2 separate regions of the Drosophila melanogaster genome follow, and region 1 is linked to region 2. Evidence: chromatin contacts called from public Hi-C data. All regions are on one chromosome and are shown on one strand. The core of a region is the stretch at or near the end of the contact, and the rest is flanking DNA. Distances in the headings are between cores, read along the strand shown. Region 1 holds the start of Cyp12a4 (Cytochrome P450 12a4). Region 2 holds the start of CG6040.

Region 1 (6,231 bases), core at 832-3,331, 38 kb before region 2:
TTGCAAAAGCAAAAGTTTTTTTGCATTTCACCTCCCCCCACTTGCTGCACAAGCAACTGTTTGTGACCCATGCACAAAAATGCACTTTGTGAAAATAATTTTGACCATGACTGTATATCGCTTTTAATATCTATAGGTTAGTTTGGTAAATCGATGAATTTAAACTTGAGCGGAATGTTTGGCAAGTTGATCAATGCAGATCGGAACGCATTCTCCGTGGGATAATTGAACTCCACGTTGAAATTGCGAATGAGACGAGCGGTACCCAATTCCAGTTCCATTTCCACAATGCGTTTGCCCACGCACATCCGTGGTCCAAATCCGAAGGGCAGAAATACGAATGGATTCGTTGACTTCAGTTCATTTGCCGGACACTTCGATTCCGAGTCCTTGGGACTTCGCAGCCAGCGTTCCGGCAGGAACTCAGATGCCTGTGGGAAGTACTCATCCCTGGTCAGGGCATTCAGGGGAACAATGTTCACGTAAGTTCCAGCTGGCACTCGGTATCCACTGAGGACAGCATCTCTGGCAAGGACGCGAGCATTTCCCACAATCAGGGGATGCAATCGCTGGGATTCCTTTATGCAGGCACGCAAATAGGGAACGTTCTTCATCGATGCTTCAGTGAATTCGGAATTCTTGTTGGGCAGCACCTTCATCACCTCCTCCCTGAGCCTGGCCTGCTTCTCGGGATTCTTGGCAAGGCACAGCAATAGTGCTGTAAAGGTGCTCGATGTCTGGAATGCAGGATGTTGAATTACACGACGCCTTCTTAAGATCGTACTACCAATAACTCACCGTATCAACTCCTGCCATTAGCATATCCATGGCCATAACAGTGGCCACCTTTCTGTCTACCTTCAGCAGTTTCTCGAGCACACTTTGTTCATTCTCCGGACGCACCACGCCCTCCTTGGCCTCCTTATCCAGCCGTTCTATAGCCTCATCAACGTAGGCCAGAGTTACTTCCTGAATACCATCCAAAGCTCGCATCAATCGCTTCAACTTGGGAGTTTTAATGTAGCGCCAGGGCGAGGGCTTCATTTCCAGATCAATGGATACTATAAAGAACTCATCCAGGTAGTGGAAAAGCTTGAGGGCCTCGCTTTCCTTATTTGAGTTCTTGAGCAAACCCAGTTGCTTATCCAGGGCCACCACGGATACGGATTCCAAGGTCCAGCGGTTGATGGTGTCTATGAAGTCGTCGGGAGCCTCAAGAGTATCGGGATCTCTCAGTTCGAGAATGCTGTCGAGAAAATTGGTTATCTTCGGTGTATGAATTACTATTCTTGTGAAAGTATCTTACCGCTGAACAAACTCCTGGTTGACTTGCGACATCTTCTTGTAATACAATCGCACATTTTTTGGCTGCATAAGCACGGGATTAACGACGGTTCTAAAGTCGCCCCATGGCTTGCCCTGCGTCGGAATGACGCCCATGACGCCCTGGTAGAAGTCCTTCCTGTACTCCTCGCGGTGGTAGAGCAATGTATAGTTGCCTGGACGATTGGGCCACACACCCTCGTTGCGAAATACCACCTCGAAGTCCTGGGGATTGTGGGTGCTTAGGAATGGTGGGTTACCCATAATACCTGGCATAAAGAATATATCGCCGTAGTCCTGTCTCATCGCCTCAAACATCTCCATCAGTTCCATGTTCTTGTATTTCCCACCCGGCATGGACATTTTCATCGACAATGCCCACATGTTGAGTCGAGGGATCTGCTCAAATGGCTTAGCCTGCAGCCATTCCGAATCCTCTCTAGCTTCTGCAGTCGCCACATTAGTTTGCCAGCGCTGGTAATATAGTTTATTGATATAAATATATAGTAATATTTTGAAGTACTCCGTATGCTGAGCAATTAAACAACAAAATAAACATATGAAGCAAAACCAGCTCTTGATAAACGGGCTTATAGTTCCTAGATTAGTTGTTTATATTAAATACAAGTATTCACCTTTTGAGTGGCGAGCGAGAGAGTCGCTTTTTGCGACTGAATTAATGATAGAGCACTGCGAACTTTTAGCATTTTTGCGATGATTAGAACTTTTCCGGCTCACCGCCCAAACAAAACTGTGAAACGAGAGTTCGTTCTACTGGCTTTAAATCCTAAGGCCGCGCGAGCTTTGCCGCTTAATTGGTTGATAAGAGCACACAAACAGAGAGATAGCGACCCCACAGACAACGGGCATATAAACAGGTTCCAGAGAGCTTATTTGGTAGTTTATAAAAAAAAAACATTTATTCAATTAATAATTGAGCAAAGAGTTCGTTAGTTTTTAATCAAATTTAAAAGGATAGAGCAAGTATGTAGAATTAATAACTGTTAAATTAACATGTTTAAATGGAACTTTATAACAATAGAACAAACACAAATAACATGGCCGTTAACCCTTTCATATCGGTCAGTGTCAATGCCAGCAATTTTTTTTTCACCATGACTATTAATAATAATTTCATGCTGGGGAAATGTATGGCCATAGCTACATTCTCTCTAGATATTCATTAGTAAAATTTCAAAGCCTTTTATTTTGAAATCTGTGCAATAGTTATATTTAAAATATTTTCATCTTTTATTTGTAATATTTGCAAACAGAGGGACTTATAAACATTTCATTGCAATGATGTATATATGTAGAAAAAGCATTCGTTTAACAATACTTATTATCTTATCACAACAGATATCTAATATATTGTAAAACGTATTAGTTGGGCACATCTGTAAACTTAAACTTGAGTGGTATATTGGGCAGGTTGATCAGAGCGGAGCGAAAAGCGTTCTTTGTGGAATGGTTGAACTCCACGTTGAAATTGCGAATCAGACGAGCGGTACCCAATTCCAGTTCCATTTCCACGATGCGTTTGCCCACGCACATCCGTGGTCCAAAGCCGAAGGGCAGAAATACGAATGGATTCTTGGTCTTCAGATCGTTGGCCGGGCACTTTCCGGCAGAATCGCTGGCGTTTCGCAGCCATCTCTCCGGCAGGAACTCCGTGGGCTTTGGGAAGTACTCCTCGCTGTACAGGGAATTTATGGGAATCATGGACACAATCGTGCCAGCTGGTACCCGATAACCACTAATTACAGAATCCCTAGTCAGTCCGCGGGCATTTCCAATTACAAGAGGGTAGACACGCTGGGATTCCTTTATGCAGGCACGCAGATAGGGAACGTTCTTCATCGAAGCTTCCGTAAACTCGGAATCCTTGTTGGGCAGCACCTTCATAACCTCCTCCCTGAGCCGGGCCTGCTTCTCCGGATTCTTGGCGAGGCACAGCAAGAGAGCCGTAAAGGTGCTCGAAGTCTGGATGGCAGCAAATATATTATACACTCCATAAATTTGTATGATCACTTACAGTATCCACTCCCGCCATGAGCATATCCATGGCCATAACGGTGGCAACTTTCTTGTCAACCTTCAGTAGTTTCTCGAGGACACTCTGTTCATGTTCCGGACGGACCACACCTTCTTTGGCTTCCTTCTCCAAGCGTTCGATCGCCTCATCCACGTACTTTAGAGTAACTTCCTGAACACTATCCATTGTTCTGAGCATTTTCTTCAGCAGTGGTGTCTTGAAATATCTCCAGAGAGAGGGCTTCATCTCCAGATCGGCCGAGTGCAAGAAGAACTCGTCCAGGTACTTGAAGAGCTTGGTTGCTTCGCTGTTCTTCCCCGATTCCCTAAGTAGACCTAGCTGCTTATCCAGGGCCACCACGGATACGGATTCTAGAGTCCAGCGGTTAATGGTTTCCAAGAAATTGCCAGGCACCTCCTGAGTGCTGGCATCCCTTATTTCTTTAATGCTAATGTAAAATATTTAAATGCAGAAAATTGAGAAATGTTTTATGTTCTTACAGCTCCACAAATTCCTGGTTAACCTGCGACATCTTTTTGAAGTACAATCTCACATTCTTGGGCTGCATCAGCACGGGATTCACAATGGATCGAAAGTCTCCCCAGGATTTTCCCTGCGAGGGAATGATCCCTTGAACACCATCGAAAAAGTCCTTTCTGTAAACCGTTCGATGATATCGCAGTATATCACTGCCCGGTCTGAATGGCCACACACCTTCGTTGCGGAAAACCACCTCAAAGTCCTTTGGGTTGTGTGTCATCACTAAGCCATCCCTTCCCATCATTCCGGGCAAAAAGATTATGTTTCCGTAATCCTGGCGCAAGGCATCAATCATTTCCATCATCTCCAAGTTCTTGTATTTCCCACCGGGCAGTGCGCTTTTGGCGAATAAGGACAAGATATTTGCCTTCGGAATCTCTTCGAAGGGCTTGGCCTGCAGCCATTCCGGATCGTTTCTGATCTCAGCTGTTGGCACATTTGTCTGCCAACGCTGGAAAATGATCCAATCAAGAGTTATGTATTTTTCATGTAAACATAAACATATACACATTATTGTATATTCTCATTTCAATTTATTCGTAAATTGCCACTGTTTTTATACCAAAACCTTATTATTTGTTTACCTGTTGACTTGCAGAGAAGACGATGGGTTTTTGCGACTGAAGTATATTAAGTGCGATACGCCCTTTCAACATTTTGCACGCTGCCTAATTCACGGTCAAAGTGAAACTACTCATACCAGTTGTTCGTTTTATAAGCTTTATATTTCTGTGGGGCCGGGCGAGCTTTACTATACATTTGAGGAAAACAGCAACCTAAAAGATACTTTGGAAGAGAAAGAGAGCAACGAACAGGTTCGCGTGTATTTGAGAATTGCTAACGAAAACATATGGCAAACATTCGGTCATTAAAATATACATATGTATATTTCTGGGAATTAGTACCGACTAGAATATACCTTTTCTTTAAGATATATCTTTAATAGATAGGAACTAAGCATTAAATAGTGGTGGAGAATTAAAAAAAAGATCGACAAGTGCATAATATATGCATATTACATATGTAATAAATATCGACATATGTGGTATGACCATTAATATCATAGTTTTTCTGACACATGATAGTTAAAGCCCACTATCGAAAATACCCATAGTTATTTGAATCGAATAATAAGTATTATCGCTGATGGGATTGGTCAAATTTATTGGCATAGGTTCAAAACAATTGTTCGAAAGAGAGTAAGTTATCGAGCGAATATTTTATCTAATCAGCTGTTTTCTTGACGCCAATTCAGCTGACAAACAATTTTCAATTGCAAAATTTAAGTTTATAAGTATAAAAAATTGCATCAGAAAATTTGAACATTCGATCGCTGATTATGCGAGGTACGTATTTTCTTTGAAGCGAAATATGATTATCTTTATTCTGAAGAATAAAAGCTCTGGGTTTTAGTTTTCCATTTATTTATTTAGACTGTATTTTATTTATGTTTACCATATATGCATGTATGTATTTGTTCAAACACCAAAAAGTTTAGTTTTGCTAATCAAATTGTTGGCATACCCATAGATAGTTGCCATCTTATGAAGTATACAACTTTTCGTCCTCGAATAGTGATATATAAATATTCGTTTAGATTAATGACTTAACAATAGATTACTAATAAATTAGAGTTGCACAAATCGTTTGAGTTTGCATTCGTTAAGCATATTTTTACATGACAATTTCCGCGCGAAACAATTTGGCACGCTGGGCAAAGATATAGATATATGTATGTACGTATAGTATGTTTTTATGGAGCAATTCAGAAGATATTATTCGTTGACTCTAAGGACTAAGTGTCTATGACAGTTTCGTATATTATTTAAATGATAATTCCTTTAGCATTGAGCAGGCTTAACTAGCAGACTGAGTGGAACTAATCCTGGCTGGCAGATCCATTCATCTGCTGGTAGTTGCACACGATCTTTGCTGCATCGTTCATCATCTTGGCCGTGGAGCGGACGAGGAACATCAAATGACACTCGTCGTAAACGGTCAGCTCGACCCGGGTACGCACCAATCCGTGCAGAACGGTGGCCCTCTCCAAATCCAGCCAGCGCTGAAGGTCTAGCTCCCGCTCCTTAGCGGATCCGGTGAGCGCCACATCCGAAGGGCCCCACAGTACGAACTCCAGCACAGCCTTCGCCTTGGACAGGGACTCGGCTCGCTCCTGCTGCAGAATGTCCGCCAGGATGGGCGTGATCTTTGTTGCGGGCAGCATGTCGGTCAAGGCCGAGTGGGCACATTTACAGAGCGTACCCATGGGCTCGTCGTCGTCATTGTTGTTTCTAAATGGGCAAAGCGATTATCAGTAAGATTTATAAGTTTTA
Region 2 (6,489 bases), core at 3,913-6,412:
GACCTGCCTTCTTTCTCCGCCTTTTCCGAGTAAAAAAAATTACTTTTACTGAATATAATTGAATTAACATTAACAGTCAGCCCTGAGCAATCTGTGAAAAGTTCCATACAGCTTTAATGGTTAATGCAATTCTCTTGTTGGTCAATATCCATGAGATAGGAAATCATTTATTTATTAGCTACTTGAATATCTCGCTTAATTGAAATCCCTTTCTGCCTTTCTGGAACGAAGATAAATTTGAAAAACTAGGCAACGTTGTTCCGCTGCCATTTTAAAAATAGAAATGAAAAATTTGGAATTTCTCTGTTCACTTTTTTGAGGGAATCTTCTGGTGCTTGAGAGCTATTCCCCCATTTTCGGGGGCATAAATTGCAGGGGCTGTCGGAAAAGTGCAGCTCCCCCAGCTGATAAAGCAATAATGAGGGTCAGACCTTGGCTTGGGCTGTCTCAATTATTTACGATTTGGTAGTTGGTATTGATTTGCCGGGGGGAGCAAAGTCCAAAGATGGAGCTGTTCGTCCAGCTTTTATCAGTTAATTTCCAGTGACCCCGTGTCACTGGGAAAATCTGATGTAACAATATACATACATTCATACATAAGTACACACAAAAGTTTGCCCTGCTTTCGCTGCACGCGTTTTGCATGCGTTTAAAATCGCTTACGCAAGAACCGCTTTGTATTTTTTTTTTGTTTTGTTGGGTGGCAGAGGTAGAAAGTGCCGCCCGCTCGACGACACATTTTGAGGCATAAATTAAGTAATTTACTTTGATGGCCATGCGTGGAATGCTTGTTGAAAGCAAACTGCTGGCCAAAACATCATTTTACCCCCATTCAAGTTTTGCATGTGGGGTGTTGTTTTGCGTCTTTATCGCAAATATCCAAGAGTGTCATCTACTTTTGATTCATTTGCTGTCGCTGATTGTTTTTTTCCAGCAATTAATTGTTATGCGTTTTTAATGCCCCAGACAATGTCTTGTTTAGCTTATATAAGTATGGATATATAATCACATGTGTGCATTGCACACTCAACGGATTTGTTGCGTTTTTTCAACTCTGTTTGTGCTTTATATATTTTGGCGTTAATTTTTTTTTGGTTTTATTTCATGAGTTTGGCAAAGAAACTTTCTCCCGCCGTCTGTCGTGCCAACTTGACGCACCGCGAAAAAAGAAGATAGGCAAAAATAAAAAAGAGACGGCCGAGAGAAGCGAAAAATTAACAACAAGCCGATGATTTACTGACGAAAAAGCACGCAAAAAATATCATCATTGGCTTGAGTTATTTATTTATTTAGCAAAAACGATTTCGTGCCTTAAAAAAGAAGGGTGTCGGAGGAAATTGAACTTTTAACTCTCGGAAGCAGAAAATAAATAAGAAATATAAGTGTCATCGTAGACAAAGAATTGGTGGCATGTAATTGCTTTTATTGTAGTAAGAATCTTTACCCGCGAGGCATTTTATTTAGATAGATAATAGGTACTATTATGAATGATAAAATCGTCTAAAGAAAAGTAAGAATTAAGCTAAGCACGTGCTGCTTATTAATTATTGGAATAACACAAATTTAATACAATAAACAATTTAAACAAAATTATACTTGACAAACACCTGGTTTGTAAACATCACGCCGAATCGCTTTTAACCCAGATTAGAAAACACGAATTCGCAAAGTTCAAGTTTGCAATTATCGGCGAGCAGTATCTACAGCTGTTGCTGACCGAATGAGACCCAAAAAAAAAAAAACAAAAAACAAAAAACATGTGATAAATCACCCGCAACGGAGGCGACTGATAAGGATTGGGGCCAGACCCCCAAGAGACCCAGACCTGTCATATCGCTTTTCTCCCAGCTTGTTGTATTAATCAATCACGTTTCGCTTATCGCCCACTCAGCATGGGAATAAGGTGGAGAAATGAGATGAGGTTGAGGCTGTTGAAGAGAATATGGGAAACGAGAGGGCAGTGGAGTCCATGACCACAGACATTTAATCTGCATCGTCTCGATTATTATGCAAACGGCAATGAAAGCAAACAATTTTAAGGCACACATTTGGTAAACAATGAGCGCCGCACACCGACAAAATGGTATATAAAATAATCGAAATAAAACAAAAGCAAGTGCGTGCTTTGGTTTGGGGGAAAAGTGGAAAGTTTTTGGCTTTTGGATGCATAATTATTGCGGCGGTGCTTATTTCACTTTAAATTTACTGCGTAACGCAACGCTCCTCCCCTCTGAAAAATTCGTGCCAAAATGCAGTTTTCCCTTTACAAACTTCTTGTTTGTTCAGCTGATTTGCCTTCTGTTTGCCTGCGTTTGGCACGTTGCTAATAAAGCAACAGTGCGCCGCAACAAACAAACAAGTGAAAAATCTCGAAAGATTGCATAAAACGAAGAAAACAAAGTGCAGCAAATGAAATGCTCATATTTGTGCCATTTGGCCGAACGAGTTTTGTGAAAGTACGAGTATCTAGCGGATAGTTAATTCGAATTTACGAACGCCCGCCTGTCCGCACCATCCACTTTGTATCACGATTGCACTCGATTCGAACTGGGATGCTATGGTATGGTATGGTATGGTATGATATGGTGTGGTGTGGTATGGGGTTGGGCCACCAAGCCCGTGGCAGTGCAACACGTTTCTCTGTGGCAATTTCTGTTTCTTTTCGCAATTTTTTTTTTATTTTTTTTGTATCTTTTGTCCAGTACCAGACGTCGCCTTTCGCACTTTATTGACAATTTCTTTTTGGTTTTCTCGAACGTGCGTAGCTATTGTCGTTGATTGTGAAAAACCACACAAGCAGCAACGAAACCGGCCAGCGGTGTAATGAAATGCGAATTTCATTCATGGCAATTGGCTATGAGTTACGACTCGAATGCAGTTGGCAAACAACATCCATAAGAGGGGGGCAAAGGGGCAGAAAGGACGTTACCATGCGATGGCCATTAAGAGAACGACTTTGCTAGAACTGCCAAGTTAAATAAAATCCAACTAAAGCAAAGAGACTTTTATTTGATTATGAATTGATTAATTTCTTCTTCCGTGGATCTCTAACAATTGTTTATGCTAATGCCAGTAAGTTTATTTATCTTCAAATATTAACAGCATAAATACAGTATAAGAAATCATCTTCCAGCTAATGAAAAAAAGATTTATCTAAATTCACGCTTTCTGAAAACACTATATGTATAAACGATAACACCGAAAAATAAAATATTCAAATATTTACTCTAACCAGAACTTTGAGTCATTAGTAAATTCTATTATGCGATCTAAGGCGGACTTGAGTCATCTAAACCAGTGGCTTTGTCACTTTTCAGATCGGTCATAGCTAACATTCGTTAACTAACTCATCTCGAATTACCGATTTACATTCCTAAGACTTCCCAGCCAACTCGTGTTTATTTTATAAGTGAAACCAAACCCGTTTGCAGCACATATTGTCGAAAATCGCATATCAAATGACATAAATGTATTAGCAATGTATTTGTTTTTGCCCCCACATCCGCTGCAGTTTTTACTTAGCGCTGCTAAAGGAGAAATTTTCTAAACTCAGTTATTTAAATTGAGAAAAATAAATATCCGTTAAGGTGTTTATGCCGACGGGCGCACAAAAAGCAACAAAAGCCGAAATTGTGGCTTCAACGTAAAAAATTTCACAGAGTCAGCGCCGGTCAAAACAGCTTTAAAAAATGCCAGCAAAAAAAAAAAAATAAAAAATATGCCAGACGAGTAATAATTATCCAAAGAAATTATAGTCCCCTCGAGTGTAAAGCGTATGCGTGTGCGAGTGTGTGTGTGTTTGTCTTTGCATCGGTGAAATGCGAAACTGCGAAGGTGCTAAAAGTTATGCTGCCAGACGGCGGATTATGAAATATGGAAGGCATGCCCCAAAACAGAAGGACCCCAAAGAAAAAAGGAATGTAGGAGCTCTGTAATCGCGCAGTTCAAGGGCATTCATTCCCTATTTGGGGCTATGTTATGGCGACCCATCGAATTGGCAGTTATAAATTTGGATTAAGATTTCAGCGCTTGATAAATTCCTTTTCGGGAGAGTCAACCGAAATTAAACTGATCGGGCATTAATCACACTTTTTTAATCGTATTAACATTTTGTTTCAGTTAGATATTGATTTCAAATTGCAACATTCTAAAACAGGTTTTGGGATTAAACGTTTAAAATCTGAAGTTTAGCCGCCAGATAATTTCCAAAATAGGAAATTATTAATTATGCACATAGCTTTTGTGTGAGAATGCTTTTTTGTTAATATATTTTTTAACGATTTGTACGATCATTCATTACCGGAAATTGTAATTGTAATGTAAACGTACAAACAAACTACCAGTACTAGGTATTGTTTAGTCGTAAACCTTTTGTAATGCATTCTAACTCGCCTCGGCTGTGTTGCACTTTTGCAGGCCTATTGATCGTTGTATTAGCCACATCTTGTTAACTCGTTTGCAGATGTCGAGGAAAAGGGAATGCAAAGGCTGCCCCTGCGAGTTGTGTGTGTATGAATATCCCCCATTATAGTAGACTTTGTTGTTTTTGTGCGATGATGAACGATGGTGTAACTTACCCGGGCTGTTTGCAATCCGTACTTTGTGCTGTTGTTTTTGGCCGAGTAGATGCTGCTGCTGCAGTTGCGGTTTCAACTGACTGACAGTCGTTGGTTGGGGGCGTTCCAGGTATCGTTATCGCTTCCAGTGCGTTTTCCAGTCAGCTTTGCTTTTTAAGCTGTGTGTTGTGTATGTGTGTGTGTGTTTCGATTTTTACCTAAGCACTTCACTTGGAAGAAAAAAAAACCATGAATCACTTGCACGTTTTTCGGAGTTATTTGCTTGGCATTATTTGCCTGTTAATTGGTTTCGTTGTTGCTGAATATCGGTCGCAGTATTATTCTTCTTTTTATTTGTATTTTTTTGGTTTGGTTTGGTTTTGGTCGTTTAGAAAGTGGGTTAACGTTAACTGACAGAAGCGCGTCTTTTTAGTTGCGCCTTATGCAAATGGCGCGTATATTAATTCGATTCGAGATTGCTTTCGACTGGTGATGGCAAATTCCAACTTGGTTCAACTTTGTATCTCAGCGATTGATTCACATGCATGTACACTCCGATCGGATCGCTGCGTCTGGCGCTACAACTTGAGATTCCGCTTGAGACGTTTGCACTCCAACTCGATTCGCTCGCGACTGAACAGATCGCGTCGTGCTGCGCGGCATTTGCGGCTCCGATCACGAAGGTGCACTTCGCGGACAAGTTAAGACGCGCGCTGCTGCGGTTTTTTCCTCGCAAAAGGTGAGCTTGTTCGAGTTGGAGCGAGATGGCGAGAGAAACGAGATTTGAGCGGCGACTGAAGCTTTTAACGGCTTTCGGAGAGCCAAACAAGATGGCACTGCTTGAATTCTCTCAAAATAAATGCTAGCAGTGCTCAGTCTTTCAACCAATAAACATTTGAAAAATATACTAAGGCGATCGGGAAAATCCAGTTAGAATATACTGCCTGTAGTGCGGACACAAACCAAGGTAGAGGTTTAAAAGTATTAAAATCCAGCGGTGTGGCAATAAGGAGCAGGAATTCCCACTTACTGTGCCGCCTCTAACTCATCGACGCTAATTTGACGCACATTAAATTTCAATATAAAGTACTTTCGGAATTATTAAATTTTTTAGAAATCAGGAAGTGCTTTTCATTCCCAGAAACCGACATCTCTGGGAATTTATTTGCCACCGCCCACAAGAGGGAGCTTTAGTTTCATTTAGCAAGTACAACATCCGCATTTAGCGGAGTCTAGCACCACCATTGGTGCCGATTAGTAATTTTAATTTTTGTTTAAGTTTAAGTTTGAATTGTAGCCAATTTGCTTATTTATTTATTTGTGCATTTGATTTTTATCTATTAGCTTATAAAACTGCAAGGACCGGCTATCATTTCCAGTGCATTGGGCTGTCAAATTGATTGTTTTCTCAATTTATTTCATTATTTTGATTTAAGGATCCCATTTTCTTTATGCATATCCATCCAACAAGATGTCACATAGACAACAAATGCAAATTAGATACCGTAACTGTCATTTGAAATGAATTTAATTTGGGTAATTTACTTCAACGCGGATTACATTTCGAATCGAACAGACGACCAACGAAGCCAGTGTCAGAGTGCTCCTCGTGCGCTCCGGTTTAGTGGTGTCCCTGGGCTTCGGCCTCCAGCTGCTCCTTGGACTTGTAGCCGACCTGCTCCTCGGGAGTGTGGGGCCAGAAGGTGGGCTTGTTGAGGGGATCGAGTGCGCTATCGGGGAATGCGTCGCGGTAGTCCTCCATGGTCATCTGGTCGTAGGGCAGCAGAGACTTGAGATGGGCGATCTCCTTTTGGTAGTTCTGAATGCGCTGCTCCGAGGCCTTCTTGTAGGCATCGATTTCGCTCTGCGACGCCTTGATCTCGGCATCCACCTGGGACGACACCTTGTCCTGGGGATAGGGCACCTTCAGGGC

Evidence for each region. A called contact is a pair of places that touch in the nucleus more often than the background predicts.
Region 1: a Hi-C map of the S2 cell line shows a contact between it and region 2, with 5 times the contacts expected there. A contact is called at or near these places in 92 of 107 Hi-C or Micro-C datasets (the Clone 8 cell line, the D17-c3 cell line, the Kc167 cell line and 28 more) and 4 of 7 datasets of targeted methods (the Kc167 cell line and the S2 cell line).

The regions. Positions count from the first base shown.
Region 1 is chr3R:19,131,008-19,137,238 of dm6, reverse strand. Cyp12a4 (Cytochrome P450 12a4) reads right to left here and starts at 2,081. Exons shown (of 4, transcript NM_142526.4): 1 at 1,959-2,081; 2 at 1,307-1,797; 3 at 799-1,246; 4 at 103-737. The coding sequence starts at 2,030. The coding sequence ends at 138. Cyp12a5 (Cytochrome P450 12a5) reads right to left here and starts at 4,591. Exons shown (of 4, transcript NM_142525.4): 1 at 4,483-4,591; 2 at 3,859-4,349; 3 at 3,359-3,806; 4 at 2,535-3,306. The coding sequence starts at 4,554. The coding sequence ends at 2,707. CG6040 reads right to left here. Exons shown (of 8, transcript NM_142524.4): 8 at 5,310-6,189. The coding sequence ends at 5,778.
Region 2 is chr3R:19,095,634-19,102,122 of dm6, reverse strand. It overlaps CG6040, which reads right to left and starts at 5,162. Exons shown (of 8, transcript NM_142524.4): 1 at 4,578-5,162. ATPsynD (ATP synthase, subunit D) reads right to left here. Exons shown (of 2, transcript NM_001300472.1): 2 at 5,852-6,489. The coding sequence ends at 6,178.